Regions from separate parts of the Lactuca sativa genome. Here region 2 is linked to region 1. The links are chromatin contacts, called in public Hi-C maps. All regions are on one chromosome and are shown on one strand. Each heading gives the region's core, a stretch centred on a gene start, on an enhancer-like site or on the middle of the called end of the contact. The rest is flanking DNA. Distances are from core to core; before and after follow the strand shown. Region 1 holds the start of LOC111910223 (cytochrome c oxidase subunit 5b-1, mitochondrial). Region 2 holds the start of LOC111910226 (protein ANTI-SILENCING 1).

Region 1 (5,455 bases), core at 1,263-3,762:
CGAACGTATTCTGGGGCAAGTGGCCATGACGAACGCAATAACATATCGAGCTCACGAGGTGAGAATTGCAAAACTCATGAGGTGAGAATTAAAAACTCACGAGGTGAGCCTGAAATTTTTGCCCTATAAATAGAATTCAAGGGGCAACCGATTTTGGTTGCTCCGTCTCTTCTCTCCCACTCCTGACACTCTCTCTAAGCCTTATTTTAACCCCCCGAAGCCCCGGTATCATTCCCGAGACCCGAAGCAAGTCCCGAAGCCCTGAAGATCCCGAGAAGTGAGAATCTCGAGCCGAAGCTCTGCCCGCGAGAAGCCCGGTTTTTGTGAATATCTTCCAGATCTACCGAAGGATACTACTTCTACAAGTCGTAGTGCTGTCCGATCATCTTCTGATCAAGTGAGTGTGTGGTTACTTTCTCCTAATACATAAATACGAAGTATTTACTATGAAATACGTGGTATGTATTTATATATTTGTGTTGATTTGAAGGGGGTACATAATCTCTTTCAAATGCACGATCTTATACAAGTATCGATTTAACGTACTAAGTATATGTGTTATGTGAGTGTATCTATGTTATCTTCTAATCTCATAAATATGATTTATTCTCTATGAAATATGTGTTATGTTTATGTGCCTCATCTTTTATCTGGAATGTGTTTTGAATGAACATACTATACAGGTTTTAAACTATGTATGAAAATGTATATTTTATCTACTAAAATGTTGGGTAGAACATGGGTAGATAGTTGTCTTGTGATAAAAAGATGAGAGGCCTCAATGTTTTTGATTTAGTCATCTAGCGGAGTTTAGATGACGACCATAGACTTTTCTAGACAGTCTTGTGGAACGCTAGCAGGCTCGCCACCTGTAGGTGTTAATGAACTTGGGTGTTCATTCGCTGTACTCCTTCCCCCTCATGGTTGTCTTATTTGACTTATATTGTTGAGGAACCCCCGAAGCATGTGTTGTCGCCCTGATGAAATATTCTTAGACTAGGTCCCTTATGTTATTTGTCTTAGGGTTGTAAAGTGAGAATAACAGGAATGAGTAATTGGGTTATTGTTGGTTGGAGGAATTAAATATAATTATTTATTTTGGGGTGAAAACCCTATATGCTCACCAGGCTCCCAAGCCTGACCCACTCAATTTCTTTGTATTACAGGTAGTGACGCCAGAGCATAAGTTGGATGACTTGTCAAGTTATTTTTTTGATTATAGACCTGTTGTTGTAAATAACTGTTGTAAGGTCCGTATTGAAATGTTTATGCTTTTGGTTTGTTTATCGGAACATGACATCCCGAGTATTGTAATATAATGAAAAATACATTTCTTTAAGAAATGCTTTGGTAAATCTTATTTTATCATATTTTGTTTTGGAAACAAATGCCGCAACTCTTTTAATCAAATGATTACTCCGAAATCATTTTAAAAGCATAAATTAAACGGGTCTTTTCTGGCCGTGATTTTGGGGATGTCACACCGGACCAAAGATAAATCTTAGAACCGAGAACTGGACCGGGGTGTCCAAAAAAAGGTCCGGTCCGATTCACCGGTCTGGTCCGGTCCACCGGTCCAAATACTCACGTGTCCCAACTTAAAAAACAAAACAAATACCAAATATTAAAAAACGTTATAACCATATAATATTTTATTGTTTTTTAATTAAATATAAATGTAAATTAATGTTTTTCTTGAAATCTAACATAATTAAAAAAAATGTAAATTTTATACGGGGACTTCATATAACATATAAGAAAAATCAAAATAATTTTAATAAATTAAAGAAAAAGCATTTAAAAGAATTATTTGAAATAGTTTATGACAATAAGTTTTTGTAAAATAAAAGTTAATGGAAATATGATATAACAAAAATAATAAACGTTTAAGAAGTTAATCATTGAAAATGTCTGAGGGATTAAACTTACATATGTATGACATAAGTACACAATGAAACATTGAAAAATTCTATTTAAAGAACAATGTTTTTAGTTAGATCATAATTTTATTTTATATACCTTTTGTTTATTATCTATAAATTTGTAAACGAGGTACTATTATTTTACATATTTATGTTATTGTTTCATATTATATTTTAGTCTTGACATACTACAGAAATAACTCATGTTATAATTTTTATTATATTATTTAAGTGATTTCTAATTTAATATTTTTTAAAGTAGTTTTACATAATCTAAACTTTTTAAAAAAGACATGAATAAAACCGGGCGTAGGCTAATCAGGACTAGTAATTGGGCCCTTCACATATATTTATGTTAATACTCAATTGGGTTCTTTTCAGACAAATAGGCTGATTTTAATTTTATAAGAGAAGGCCCAATTAGGTTGGAAAATACAAAAAAGTTGACTTCGCTAAATTAGAGGGATATGTACAAGTATGTATGCATGTAGGACAACTGATTTTAAGGAAGCAGCTAGCTCCCTGCACCCTCATGTAGAGGATCATCCCACACTCCTCGCATAAAGGTATTCTTTCACACCCAATTTTATATTTCATTTTCACCCTCTACGAAAAATTTCCTCCTACAAAGTGTTGAAAAAGAAAAGTTCCCGTCGCCCATTCAGATCAACAGCCGAAAACCTAGGGTTCCGGTGAAGGTGAAACCATGTGGAGACGAGCCTCTGCTAAGATCTTAGCACTCCGATCTGTTGCCAGGCCTAATCGTATCGTTACCTCTTCACTATCGCCGGCGACTCTTCGGCCATCCGCCACTGTTGTCGCTCGTCACTATTCAGGTTTTTTTTTTTTTTTTTTTTTTTTTTTTTTTTTTTTTGCTTCTATCGTCTTCGTTTAGATCTGAATTTAATTCTTGTTTAAGACCTCTGTGTATTGGTTGTGGATGCGATTGTTTCGAGATTTGTGGTTTTGATGTGCGTTGATTGTTAATTGTAGGAAGCGTTTCTAAGAAAGTCGAAGATGTGATGCCTATTGCGACTGGTCACGAGCGTGAGGAGCTTGAAGCCGAGCTTGAGGTCAGTTTTCTGTGCTCGATTTGTAGAGCTTTTTGTTAAATTTCAGTCATTGAGATTAATCTGGATTGTTATTTTGTGTGATTAGGGACGGGATATTCTTGATATCAATTTTCCTGAAGGTCCATTCGGTACCAAGGTAAAGTACATCAATAATTTATTTCAAATGATATTTTTCTTTTATCAAAAGAGGCGAAATTGTTTTCATTGGATACAGTTAGTCCTAACCTTAGCTATTGGCTATTTTTTTTTTGAATTGGTCTAAGCATCAAAACAATGTCAACACCTTGTGCTGAACTATAGCTTTCTGTTACCTATCCCTAATATCATCAATATATAATGTCAGTATCCATAAAGATTTCTGTTTATTCTATGGATACTGGATACCGCTTTGAATGCCAGGTATCTAAGAAGTAATTTTAGCACTTTGCAACATATACATGAAAATTAGTTTACGATTTAGCTGTTTTGGCCTTTAGGGATACTCTCCTTTAATAAACCTGCTATGAATTGTATTCTTGCTCTACCATATCTTTCCTAACTCTAACATATCACAATTCATAACCCTAACATGTATAAATCTATCATGAAAGCCCTATATCAGAAGTGTTGGTGAAGCTGTGATCTCATGTTTAGTTTTGTGTTTGGCTGTAGGAAGCTCCTGCTATTGTGAAATCTTACTATGACCAAAGAATTGTTGGTTGCCCTGGTGCAGAAGGGGGTGAGTCTTATTTTTCTGTAATTTTGGAGACTTTAGTAGTATCATATAAATATATATAATATCTCATTTTATGTAATTTTTTTGATAAAGAGGATGAGCATGATGTTGTTTGGTTTTGGCTAAAGAAAGGAGAAACACATGAATGCCCAGTCTGCTCACAATATTTCAAGGTGAGTGCAAATTATTTGTTTATAAACACATTGTGACATTTGATTAAATTGTTGCATATTTAATTAATTATTTATACATTATAAATGTTTTTTTTGCAGTTGGAAGTAGTGGGCCCAGGAGGACTTCCAGATGGACTAGACGAGGATGAACATCATCATCACTGATTGAAATTTCCAACTTTAAAAAAAAAATGCCGGAATAAAAATCTGGTGAGATTACTACTGCAGCATCAGGATTTAACAGGTCCTGTCTTTTCTTTTGTTTTGTTATGTTATGTTTGTTTCATATTAATTTACTTTTAAACGTGTTGGTTTTTGGTCGAGAATCAGAGCATGCATACAATTTGATTTTTCTTTGTGGATTTTGGGGCATGCTTTCTTCATTTGAATTGTGAATGCCATTGCTTGAATGCATTGAAATAATTAATGGCTTAAAGCTTAGGCTCTTAGAGATTCATCCATTTGTTTTTGGAGTATATATCTAATCTTTGGCAACCATTTCAACTTGAAAATTAGACTGGTTGAAAGAACTTATTTGTTAGTTTTCGCATCGTGTCATGTCTTAAATGACCTTTTACTTGAACCTTTGTGTGAAGTTTGTATTGGGTTAACGGGTTTAGACTTTGTATCCTTTTACTTTAAGATATTTTTAAAACAGTTTTCAAAGATAGAAAATCACATAATATATATATATTTTTTTATCGATAAGGGACTCTTATAATTTAAGAAGTTATTGTTATGCCCAAATTTTGGGGGAAACTTATTCTTGCCTTTAATACAAGTGAATAAAAGAAAAACTTATATCAAAACTTTTATTTCATTATAACCTAAACCAGAGGTTTTACATAAGCTGAAGATGGTATAAAAACAAAACATGATAATGATATTTCAGTGGTCTTTATTCTTTGTTTAGTGAGATACATATATGAATACATAAGCTTTAAGGTTAGTGAGCAGTTAGGGTTTCATGATCAAAAATAAAATTTTTAAATACTTTATCAAAGGGTAAATATAAATAAAATATTTCTTTGAGATCTCATTGTTACATGATAAACATAGAGATTTTTTTGATCTTGGGTTCACCGTAGGGCTACCTAAAAAGGTTCGTGTGCAAGACGCCCCTTTATACTTTGTTGTACGTTACATTGTTATATTGTTGAGTTATCAAAAACACCATTCATTTAGATGTGAAGGGGTAAACAAGTTACATTGTTATATTGTTGATAGTATATTTTGTTAGTTGAATTGGTTGGTGCTGACATGGCAGCCACATGTTTTATTTATTTTTTTTTATTTTTAACCATTATACACTATCGTTGACAACCACTATCCATCATCTATCTCCAACAACCACCCACCCATGAACCCAGGTCAAAAGAAAAAAAAAACACAAGAACCGCTAAAAAAACAAACCCAAAATCAACATATGGAGACAAAATGAAGAATCCTAAAATCGATCAATGTAGTACAGATACCAATCATTTTGTATTTATCATCATTCCAAAACCAACATTAAAGAAATCTTTCAACCATCTAAGGATCGAAATCTAGAAACTAAGAATAAAAAATCGC
Region 2 (5,455 bases), core at 1,375-3,874, 210 kb before region 1:
CTTACGGTTTTCAGTTTTGGTTTCGGGTACCTCCTCAGCTAGGGGAAAGGAGCCGACGCGGTAGCAGCATGTCACACACACACACACACACTCTCTTGTTTCCGCAGTTACGAGTTTATTCTGGGATTGATACTCTGATATTTGATTGATCGAATGTTGTGGTTTTCAATTTGGTTTTCGATATGAAATGGTTTAATCAAACAATGTTTTAACTATTAATGCTTTCATGTAATGTTTTATAACGAAATTTTTGGACATGAAAATTGGGTCGTTACATCACCTTACCTTACCCACCTCACCATTTTTTCCTATTTAAGTAATACTCTTTTTACGTAAGATAATGATCAAACGTGTAACAAAAATAAATAGTAGGGACCAATCGCGTAACAAAAACAAACTGTAGGGACCTTCCGAGTTAAAAAAATTAGTTAGGGACCAAACGTGCAAATTACTCCAAACCATACGGACAATTCGTGTAATTTACTCTTGTTTTTGTAACGTGATTGGTCCCTACTATTTATTTTTGTTACACGTTTGATCATTATCTTACGTAAAAATACTATTATTTAAATAGGAAAAAATGGTGAGGTGGGTAAGGTAAGGTGAGGAGGGCGGGATTGGGGGTGTGTTTATTTAAATAAAGCAAAAAATCAAGGGAAAAATAGTCTTTTTAGGTCAGACATGGACATAACGTGTAACAAAAACAAACAGTAGGGACCTTCCGAGTTAAAAAAATAAGTTATGAACCAAACGCGCAAATTACCCTAAACCATAAGGACTATTCGTGTAATTTACTCTTCTTTAGAGTAAATTACACGAATGGTCCCTATGGTTTGGAGTAATTTGCACGTTTGGTCCCTAACTAATTTTTTTTAACTCGGAAGGTCCCTACAGTTTGTTTTTGTTACGCGATTGGTCCCTACTATTTATTTTTGTTACACGTTTGATCATTATCTTACGTAAAAATATTATTATTAAAATAGGAAAAAATGGTGAGGTGGGTAAGGTAAGGTGAAGAGGGCGGGATTGGGGGTGTGTTTATTTAAATAAAGCAAAAAATCAAGGGAAAAATAGTCTTTTTAGGTCAGACATGGACCAAACGTGTAACAAAAACAAAAGGTAGGGACCTTCCGAGTTAAAAAAATAAGTTAGGAACCAAACGCGCAAATTACCCTAAACCATAGGGACTATTCGTGTAATTTACTCCAAAAACAAACTGTAGGGACCTTCCGAGTTAAAAAAATTAGTTAGGGACCAAACGTGCAAATTACTCCAAACCATAGGGACCATTCGTGTAATTTACTCTAAAGAAGAGTAAATTACACGAATAGTCCCTATGGTTTAGGGTAATTTGCGCGTTTGGTTCCTAACTTATTGTTTTTTTAACTCGGAAGGTCCCTACTGTTTGTTTTTGTTACATGTTTGATCCATGTCTGACCTTAAAAGACTATTTTTCTCTTGATTTTTTGCTTTATTTAAATAAACACACCCTCAATCCCGCCCTCCTCACCTTACCTTACCCACCTCACCATTTAGATGATACAAATTAATTCCTCGTTGAGAAATCCATATAGAACACAGCCTGCAAGTAGTTGCACCATTAATGGAGATTACAATCGATCAATTTTCTTTTTGATTCTAAAAAGGGTAAAACGTCCAAGATTTTTTAATTATATGAATTTTTCCAGATTCATTCATGTGTTTTTAGTTGGGATCAAAGTGTTATACACCTTCTTTTCCACTTTTTCCCCTTTGTATGTTGATGCTTTAAGACAGATACAAGCGGAATCAACTAAGAATTGTCTAATTTTCTTGAGTTTGATACATGTGACATTAAGAAATGAAGATGGTTATGTAGCAAATCACCTAAGAATATGGTTTCGTGTATCTAGTTTTCCACTTTCTCATTCTCCCCGTTCTAATTTTTGTCATGTGTTTGTACTTTAAATCACATAAGATGTTATGTGTATGTGGTGTTTTAATTCAATTTGATTGATTAGAGAAGCAGGTTGAAGGTTGAAGATTACCGGAGGAAGTTTTTAGAGAAGTAGAACGAGGGTTAATCGGAAGAGCAACACTAGAGTATAGGGTGATGGGAAGAAGAAATAGGGAGAGGAGTGTGACCTTAAATAATAATAAAATTAAAAATAAAATAATAAAAATAAATAAGTAAGGTTATATTAGTCATTTTACGGGCGTGTTCGGCACGCAACTTTTGGAAGCTTTTGGCTTTTAAGAAAAAGCTAGTAAAAAAGAAAAAACCTCGTTTGGCAACGGGAGCGTGTAGCTTTTAGCATTTTACCCTAAACAAAAAACTCCAAAATCAAAAGCTACATGAAGTAGCTTTCAACAAAACGCTCCAAAATCAAAGCTACCCGCTACTCGCTACCGACTAGTTTTTGCCGAACACGCCCTACATGTTTTTATCAAACTATTTCTAACTAGTTTTTGCCGAACACGCCCTACAAGGATACGACTTATAACCTTTTCAAAAGTTGGATCAAAACTGAAATTTTGAGCAAACCATAGGGACCATTTCTGTAATTTACTATTCAGATAAAATATTAAGAATTTAATAACAATTATTTATTTAAGACGTAAAAGTAATTTGGATTTTATGGCGCGTCAAAGATTTTCATTTTACTAAAATCCCTTCTACATGACAGGCTGACAGCACCATCCTTTCACCCTGGGAAGACAATGCATGGTCACGCAATTTTGTGAAAGAGTGTACGGCGGCGATTCTGTTCGATTCCATAGCCTCGTAGCTTTGGTTCTCATCCCTCCCTGGCGCATATTAGCAGTCATTTGTCTTTTACTGTTTCCGCCATAGCCCCGTAGCCTTTGCTCCTTCCCCCCTCAAAGTTATCCGATAACCATTTTACTTTTTGCTGTTTCCGCCATAGCAATATCACTGTGTCTGTGTTAATGATCAACATTTTCCGAACGGCGAGTTCGAAACTGGTAAGGTTATTTTTTTTTTGACGCATTTTTGTATGATCAAGCACCTACCATCTGTTTTCTCTCACTAGATTTTAATTTTCGGAACGCCGAGCTCGAACTAGCAAGGTTATTGATCAGTCTATTTCTTATGCGTTTGTTTGTGATTACGCATAACTGTTTCCTCACACTAGATTTTAATTTTTTTAATCCGTCGATACAGATATCTAGGGTATATAGTAGGGTATTTGTTCTTGTTATGTTCCTTGTGGTTTCTCTCGCGAACCTGTTGTGAATGTGATTTAAGTTTTTCTCCCGATGCAGCATTGTTTATGCTCACGCGTTTGTTATCTGTTTATTTTCTCACTGTAGATTTTGAATTTAATTCAGTGCCCTAGGGTTTCTAGTAGTGGTTTTCATCGTTGTATCATATCAGTGCTGGTTTTTATCTTCTGTGTGATTTTTCTCCCGTTTTGCTTGATTAATCGTCATTTTTCATATCCAATTAACTACGCAGCGTTTTTTTGTAGATAATGAAAGAAGCAGTTGATGATGCTAGTAAATCAGGTCGTTCGTGATTGAATTCTCATTTCAGGACTTTCTTCAATCCGAGCAGGTTGTTGACTTGTTGTTGGTTCTCTTTGGTGTTTTGCTTCTGGATATTACAGTTTCCAGATATGTAATATACTTCCATTAATTTGTAATCTACAGATATGTCAGATCATATTAAAGGAAAGGCAAATGCATCTTCTGAGAATATCGAGTTCAAATGGGGGCGAAAGGAGCAAAATGATGGAAAGAAGCATGATAGGCAATATTATAGATCATTTACCTACGATGGTGTAGACTACTTTCTTTATGATTCTGTATACATATGGTGTGAAGGTCAACCAGAGCCCTATATTGGTAAACTTACTGAGATATATGAGACAAAACATCTTGAGAAGAAAGTGAAAGTTGTCTGGTATTTTCATCCCACACACGTTCAAAAGTATTTAAGAGGCACTCAAACACTCAACAATGAATTATTCTTGGCTTCAGGTGTAGGTCAAGGTCTCTTTAATGTCAACCCCCTGGTAATCAAACATCATTTTTAAACTCTTCCAAATATGCCCTTTTGGCCTTTTTTCATCTTACTAATTTACAACTATCTCTTTCTAGGAAACAATAGCAGGGAAATGTGATGTTGTATGCACATCAAAGGACAAGAGGAACCCTCAAGCATCTATTGAAGAAGTGGAAATGTGTGATTATGTATTTTACAAGACATTTGATGTTGAAAAATTAATATTATCAGAAAGATTTCCCGATAAGATAGCTGGAGTTGAAGGTTTGTGTGAATTGTGATAACTTATACTTTCTAAACATGTTCATGTGATATAACTTAGTACTTTCTAAATGTCCTGAATCTTTTTGTTCCAATATGGATTCAGTTGGATTCTTCTTTAATCAGAGAAAACATTTGGAAATTGGCACTCCTCCAAAATCCAATTGGAACTCCAAAGTTGCAGGGAAATCAAATTCATCTTCCAAGTTTGAAACAGGTCACTGTTCTACTGCAGTAGAAGATGAATCTGGTAATATTAAACAAAAGTTTGTTTTTTAGTAAAATAATCTTTTTAAATCACTTTTACTTGACCTATTTTTACAGATTTTAGGGTTCCTCCTGCAAATATTGGTAGACTAACAATTTCATCGACTAGTGAATACCACTTGAACAAAAGGAAGCTTCAAGACTCTAAAGTTGAACCTGAGAAACCCACAAAAAGACCAAAATTGGTAAATCATTAAATGTATAAATGGTCTTATTTTCTACGTTGCCATATGAATCAGTCTTATTTTGAATTCATTAAATTTGAAGACTTAGATACTACGTATCCATGTGCATGCAGGATTCAAGCAATTGGTTCAAGGAACAAGTGAGTTATCTACAGTTTTTTATAAGATTTATCAAACACCATGGATTTTTTTTGCAAGATGAAGTGATATAAACTAGAAAATGCTACAAAAAGACACATAAATTTAAAGTGAATAAGTTAATATTTCCTTTCTTTTGAGCAGCCATGGGAGGAAAGGATGCAGATAGCCAATGAAACAGGCTCCCTTGTATTACTAGAGAATCTGGATCCATCCCTTACATCATTAGAAGTAGAGGCATGTTAATATTTTAAAACTATACTCTGTTCATACTCATATGGTAATTTAATAATTTATCATTCCCAAATTTTCCACTTTTTTTTTTTTAATCAGGATATAGTTTTGGATGCTTTTCATAAAAAGGCTAGTGCAAAGATGATACAGTGTAATGCGTATTCCAGCCCATACAATGGTATATAATATAACCATTTGATACATGCAAGACAATATTTGTGCTTTGTTAATTGTTTTATGTATGTTTTTGTATTAGGACAAGCTCTTGTGATATTTAACTCAAAAGATGAAGCAGACTTTGCTATTTCTGAGTTAAAAACCAGATGTCTAATGCTTGGAGATCTAAGGTAGACTTTGCTCGTTG

What was found. A called contact is a pair of places that touch in the nucleus more often than the background predicts.
Region 2: a Hi-C map of leaf shows a contact between it and region 1, with 3 times the contacts expected there. The contact joins the promoter of LOC111910226 here to the promoter of LOC111910223 in region 1. A contact is called at or near these places in 3 of 4 Hi-C or Micro-C datasets (leaf and seed).

Annotation. Positions count from the first base shown.
Region 1 is chr5:284,514,955-284,520,409 of Lsat_Salinas_v11, reverse strand. LOC111910223 (cytochrome c oxidase subunit 5b-1, mitochondrial) reads left to right here and starts at 2,512. Exons shown (of 6, transcript XM_023906014.3): 1 at 2,512-2,758; 2 at 2,916-2,995; 3 at 3,081-3,131; 4 at 3,647-3,713; 5 at 3,804-3,883; 6 at 3,983-4,340. The coding sequence starts at 2,629. The coding sequence ends at 4,048. LOC111910224 (a long non-coding RNA gene) reads right to left here. Exons shown (of 2, transcript XR_002856463.3): 2 at 5,350-5,455.
Region 2 is chr5:284,721,742-284,727,196 of Lsat_Salinas_v11, reverse strand. LOC111910226 (protein ANTI-SILENCING 1) reads left to right here and starts at 2,624. Exons shown (of 13, transcript XM_052771707.1): 1 at 2,624-2,964; 2 at 3,471-3,556; 3 at 3,652-4,016; 4 at 4,102-4,270; 5 at 4,374-4,484; 6 at 4,592-4,719; 7 at 4,833-4,859; 8 at 5,002-5,094; 9 at 5,191-5,269; 10 at 5,348-5,438. The coding sequence starts at 3,654.